Linked DNA regions of Rattus norvegicus: region 1 is linked to region 2. The links are chromatin contacts, called in public Hi-C maps. All regions are on one chromosome and are shown on one strand. Each heading gives the region's core, a stretch centred on a gene start, on an enhancer-like site or on the middle of the called end of the contact. The rest is flanking DNA. Distances are from core to core; before and after follow the strand shown.

Region 1 (3,069 bases), core at 137-2,636, 210 kb before region 2:
TTGAATATGTTTGGAAGGGGCAGCATAGAAGGGCATTTTGGAATTGGTGTGTTTACTCCATGAACTTCCTTTCCTGTACTGCCATGAGGCAGGTGTGGGCAGGAAAGCAGTTATCTGTTCTTAGGAAGAGTTGGGAAGGACAGACTCATAAACTGGCTTCTTTCTGCTTTTCACGCTGACTCCTGAGTAACTGTTTCCTCAACAGTTTGGGTAATTGCACAGTCAGGGAGAACCCCATTGAACCTTGGGAATGAGGTCACACTTCTGTATATAGACCCCCAACCCCTCTGGGTTCTGGCCCCTCTCTGTCATGCTTATTGAGCAGAGCCCACTAGGTGGCAGTCCTGGGCCACTTGTTGGTGGGGAGGATTGGAATGCTGCAAAAGACCCAGTGGGGTGGAGAGCAAGGGTCCTCTTCCCCAAGTGCCTTTTTAGCCTACTGATTCTAGAGACAGTGAACCTGATTAGGAAGCCAGAGAGGCCTTTTCTCCTGGCAGACTTTCCACCTCTCCTAGCCTTCCGTGGCTTTGATTATGCTATCTCTACTTTCCTTTTATTGTGGCTGCTCTAGGGTTGCTGTAGTCCTGGAGTCCAAGTGGTGCGCCTGGGGACCAGAGAGGGGATCTTCCAGCCCCTGTAATGCACTGGCTGGAGTATGGGCTCCCTCTTCTTGCTATGTTTTGCTTCTTACCCAGGGTGTTGCTGGTGGCAGCTTGGCTTGAGTCCAGAACAATAAAGGCACAGTTAGGCTTAGATGGGGGGCAGGGTGAGAAATGCTGGGGTTTAAGGAAGGATTGTCTGGGTCATTCTCTTATCAACTTTACTTACTGTTTTCCCAGGCTGTGTAGTCCCAGACTGCTCATTGCCTAATACCTCAAATTGGGGTGGGATTAAGGGTGGTTCTATGGACTTTGTCCTCAGGCAGATGGTTAGGAGACAGAGGGTTCCTTGCACCATCTTCTCTGAAGAGCTGGTGGCATCCTTCAAGTGCCTTTTCTTGGCTTCCTTGTACAAAACAAGCAGATTCTGACTTTCTGGTAGGCGAATGGACTGCCAGTTTTGGCAGCAAGGGAGATTTTTTTTTTTTTCAAGGCCCAGAGAAGACGCAGAGGGAACTCAGCTAACCTAGCAGTGACTTGAACTGTGGTGAGTACCAGTTAGGTTTAAGGATCCTAATGCTGGTTCTAAGTACAGCCACTGCTGCTCATTTCTCTGAAGAAGCCAGGGTCCAATGGAAGGAGTCCTATTCTGTGTTCTGGAGAGTCTCCAGGCGGATGGCATGGCACATCGTGCAGATCATCTGTGACATTCCTATGAGCATGCCGTAACTGGCCTGCATGCCTACCATAGCTTTGCCTTTCCCTGAAATGGTTGCTGCCAACTCCACAGCAGGGTGGAGTCTCTTGTAAATACGGAAGGCCTCTGTGGGGATGACTTCCTCAGAGCTGGTCCCAGCCGTACTCTCCTCAGGTTCTTGGCAGCCACTCCAAGGTACTGATTAACTGCTCCCACCTCTTTTGGCCTTCCTGCCTCTGTTGCATCCTAGTAGTTCCTCAGAGCCTTCATGGCTATCCTTTAGGTAGCAGTGGGTGAAGAGTCAGCTCTGGGTTTGACCCTCCTGTCCTGCAAACTCCTGTATTCCATAGTCTCAAGGGCACAGCATACATGTGTTTCCAGCCCACTGGAAGTTGGTGTTACTCACAAGGTGCCACAGTGTAGAGAAGACTGCCTTGAAAGTGGTGTGGCTATTCAAGTTCCAGGTGGAAGAAGGGAACTACATTCCTTTGTCCACATGAGTTCTTCAAGTCCACAGCAGTGCCGATGTTCCCAAAGTTTCTAAAATACAGGTAGAAAAAGGAAGGGACTTAATATGCATTATCTGTCCATAAATTATCCTAGCAGTTAGAATTCTGGTTCGTTGTGTTACAGTCTGAGTCGCCAAAGAAGTGGGAGTCAGGAGAAATCCCCCTGTAGGAAGAGGATGCCTGAAGCTGGCCACAGTCAGCTGTGCTTTCTTCAGCTCTCGGGACTGTACACTTCTGTGCTTGCCCGGACACTCCCTTGGGGCAAAGCTGGTGCTAAGGTGCTGGGACTTAGCAAACTGGGGAAGGGAGGTAAGCTTATCTAGGATAAGTTCCTGGTTTTATTCCTGATGTTTTATTCCTTATTCCTCATGTTTCCTTCCAAAGCAGACTGTTTAACAGCTCCACTGCAAAGTGAAAAGCCTGTGTGCTATCCCGAATTAGTTTACAAAGAGATTGATTTCTGCCTGTGTGATGCTGCCAGGAACCCCAGGGTCTTTCTTTAGGGATCACATAACTCCAAATACATTCCATTTGTAGCAGCTTTAGAGATGGAACCCCAGAGATGAAGTGCTAGGCACCTTTAGCTGAGCCTCAGAGCAGTGCCCATATTAAGAAGCTGGCCAGCAGAAGAGGAAATAAACGGCTAGAGCAAGGCCCCTGCCAGTCTTCCTGGGTCTGGCATTTGCTCAGAAGAGGTAGTTATTCTCTCCTGGAGAAGGGAGATTGTAAAGAGAATCTGAGAGAGCATTCCTAAGTTTGTGTAGAAAATGTTCTGAAAGAAAGTGGCCAGCTTCCCTAACTGCCATGCACTGTGATAGGTATCAGCATAGGCAGTGCTAACCAGGAAAGGGAAGGAGAGCAACTTCCAGGGATGGAGGATGAGGCTTTCCACAGTGGCCTCCCTGCTTGCTGGCAGTAGATCTGTGTCTCCAGGGGAAGGTAGAGGACAGCCACAGAGCATCAGAGTGAGTATTCATCTTGCCAGTCCCAAGAGGGTCATGACAGTAGTTGTATCTGCAGGCTCCTGTGTCCTGACTTGGTACCCTATCTAGAGGGACAGTCACTTCTGACACTCCAGTGCACAGCAGGTATCTGAAGTATCTTTCCCTTCCTCCTGAAACCCTGTGGGTGTGCACTCCCCAGGGATTCTGCAGGGTGTCTGCATTTGAGTCATTGTAGCTCTGTTTTTGGCAGCTTGATTATTTAGGCTTGACAGGTAGGCACAACTGTCTCATTAGATGCAAATATATTTGTGTGGTTTGAA
Region 2 (3,114 bases), core at 518-3,017:
TTTCTAGAAACCTCTGTAAACTACCTAATGTGCGTATAAAGCATTAGTCTGGGGCCAGAGACCCATGCCCTGGCCATTGAACAGCTGAGCAAAGGATCACAGGCCGAAGCTGGTGGGTGGCGGGGCTCGGGGAAGAATCTGAGGTAGCACTCGTCTGCTCAGGGGCCTGTTGAGGCCCAGCCATTGAGGAGGTTTGCCCTTGTCAGCCAGCCTCTCCTGAAACCCCTTTCCTTTCCTGGACTTGCATGAGACCAAGCCTCCCTATGAGTTGGCCAGAGGTTTAAAGAGGGTGGAAGATGAGACTGGGGTTGAAGTAGGAGGGGGTGGTGGTATCCAGTTATGACCCAGGACCACCATTCTCTCTTGCCCTTTTTCTGCTGTGATCCTTTGGAACAGGTGTGGCTACGGTGCCATTGTCCTGCCAGACCATACTCACAAAGCCTTGAAGCCATACCCTTCAGCCTGTGCTGCCCCATCTGGTCTTCCAAGGGTGTATGCTCCCCAGGGTGTTAATCACAGTGTCCCCAGATGATGTTGTGAGGGATGGACACAGCTCTGCTCAGCACATCTAAAGTCTGAAGCAGGAGAGAACCCTTCAACCGGCTTACTCTGCAGTTCAAGCGCGCCAGTGGCCTTCTTCATTTACAGCTGTTTCTGCTGCTATCAGAGTCTGTGCTGCTGCAGCCCCGCCTGCCAACACAGGCCCTTGACCTTGGATGCCTCCAGCTTGCCTTTTTGCCTCTGCACCCAACCCTGCTGAAGACCCTGTGTCCTCAGAGGCACTCATAATGGTGCCCATGCAAAGGCTCACTGAAGGGCACACCATCAGCATCACCATCCCCAGAGCCCCTCCCAGGCTCTGCCTATTGCTGGGATGCCCTGGCTGACCCTTTGCGGCTGTCGTTTTGGGAATGAGCTGAGTCATGTGCATTTTCTTTGTGTCCCTTGCTCAGCTGCTGTGGGGCTCATCCTGACCACAGTGCCAAGCTGTGGCCTGCTCCGGGTCCATAAGCTATATACTCTGGGCCACATGCAGGTCAAGCATACAACCCTCTGCTTGGCATGCAGTGTTTCATGCAACATCGCTCCAAGGACCCAGCCTTTGGGGCATAGGTTCTGACAGTGTCAGGAAGAGTTGCTGAGCTCTGATCTTGGTCTTTTATTCAACCTCTGGACTGATGTTCTATTCCAAGCATTAGGTGGGAGACCCTTGGCTCTACTCAGCAAAACACATTTCTGTTTTCTCCCTCTGCTGATTTTAAGTAGGGAATGAAGGGGCCCAGGCTGTCTGCCTTCTGTGGAGTAGATGTGCCCCTGTGGAATCCATGTACATCATGGTGCTGAGCGGACATCTGTGTCTCCTGGGAGCTCTGCCTCCTTCTTGCTGTTTCTAAAGGAGACCTGCTATCAGGGGCTGAGTCAAGACACAGACCTGATCACTGCTAGCTAGATACTAGCCCCAGGCTGATGGCATATTAGCTCCTAGTGACCAAAAGGTTACCCATATGCACATGGAAGTCACTCAGTGTGTCCTGCTCCAAGTACCCACCCTGGGCAGCTCTTCCCCTGGGAGCAGTTAGATGCCATCCATAACATGGGAGGCTACAGTAGCCCAGCCCAGGCCTGTCCTAGGAAACGTCTTCCATGAATGGGGAACAGTAGAGCTATAGCACAGTGTCACCAAGTAACCTCCAATCAGGTACTGTCTCCTGTAGAGCTGCGAGCCTCTGAATTCTCAGTCTTAAGAGGTGAGTGTTAACCAGAGTGATTCACTATGTGGGAAAAATCTGTGCTAGAGCAGGCTACAGCTGGTCCTCACAGCCCTGGCTGTCGTTTGTCTAGAGCTCTAGCCCTTCTGCCCACACTTTTATGTGTGGCAGAGGTAGGGGTGAGAGATGTGACCCCTGGAACCACTGTGCCTACCCCAATTATAGCTATTGGGCACCTACAAACCATGTTTTGTCATCCGTGGGCAGCTAAGTGCCAGCTACTCTTACACTATCAAACTGCCTCGACTTTGAGAATGGTGGTGATCAGGGGGTTAGAGGAAGGGCCTTTATGGGAATGGAGGCTGCCTTATGTAGCCCCTTCTATGACAACCTCCTATAGAAGACAGGCTTGGCAGTTTTAATCTGCAGAAACTACCATGCTCACTGGATGCTGCCCCTCACCTCTCTCCTCTAGACCCTGTTCTAGAGAGTGGGACCCCCCAGTACACTCTCACAAGCAGAGAGGCCAGGGCTAAGTAGTTTGTAGGGTCAGCCCAGGCTGTTATCTTGGGCCAAGCAGAGCAAGGGACTTCCTCTCTTAGGTTGGGCAAAACTGGGCAGCCCCCTGCCTCCGGGCAGCTAGGGCGCGTGCCGGCCTTGGCATACAGCCTGGATAGCCCAGACATCCTCTTCAGCAACCCCGCCTGCCCTCTGTCTGGATAATGGCCCCATTGTTGGCTCAGGGCTGGATGGACAGCTGACCTGGCCAGGCTGTCAGCTGCCTGCCCACCCGCCCTGCAGCAGTTGGCCAGGGCCTTAGAGGTGATTGGAGCCTAGCAGGCAGCCTAGCAAGCCTGGGGCTCTGGCCTTCTCCATTGGTGGCAGCCTTCTCTCCACCCTGACAAGGCTCCCCCTGTATGGCCTTTCCTGAGGTGTCCTAGGATCAATGGGCAGGGTTACTGTCCATTGGGGAGATCAGAGTCTGACCTGGCTTCTCTCCTTGATCAGCTCAGATTTCAGGTCCATCACAACAGAGAGGATAGAGAGCTGAGTCTTGAGAAGCAAAGGCACAGGATAAAGACAGCTATGTCACCAAGCTAGGCTGAGTAGGTGTTGGCGCAGCTTGGGGCTGTGTCCAAGGAGGCTGGGTGGCTCCACCACAGCTTCTAGAAGCAATGGGATGTTCAGGACAGTTGTAGAAGATTCTGGTGTCTGGGGAAAAGAAAGAAACATGCAGGCAACAGCTGTAGATGGTAAGGATACTCAGGATGCCCCAGCCCATGCTTTCCCGTGTTCTGCCAGTTGCCCAGCTGCTTTGCAAGGGACTGCCAGAGCAGCTGTCTCCAGGTGGGTGGCCCTGGAGTGGACAGCTGTGGGCTGAGCCATTGGCACATGGGCTCTGCTG

Evidence for each region. Hi-C and Micro-C count contacts between places; a contact is called where the count stands out from the background.
Region 1: a contact with region 2 is called in a Hi-C map of the A7r5 cell line, with 4 times the contacts expected there. The contact joins two enhancer-like sites. A contact is called at or near these places in 4 of 12 Hi-C or Micro-C datasets (the A7r5 cell line, hepatocytes, kidney and 1 more).

Annotation. Positions count from the first base shown.
Region 1 is chr4:123,538,383-123,541,451 of GRCr8, reverse strand. All of the region lies in intron 4 of Chchd6 (coiled-coil-helix-coiled-coil-helix domain containing 6), which reads left to right. Among named protein-coding and RNA genes, the nearest start is that of Chchd6, 42 kb to the left of the region's middle. Within about 2 kb of position 1,386, at least 17 of the 93 cell types and tissues checked have an H3K27ac peak or open chromatin away from gene starts, as enhancers often do. A contact at or near this core is called in the A7r5 cell line, where this site is marked.
Region 2 is chr4:123,325,699-123,328,812 of GRCr8, reverse strand. All of the region lies in intron 3 of Plxna1 (plexin A1), which reads left to right. Among named protein-coding and RNA genes, the nearest start is that of Plxna1, 13 kb to the left of the region's middle. Within about 2 kb of position 1,767, at least 19 of the 93 cell types and tissues checked have an H3K27ac peak or open chromatin away from gene starts, as enhancers often do. A contact at or near this core is called in the A7r5 cell line, where this site is marked.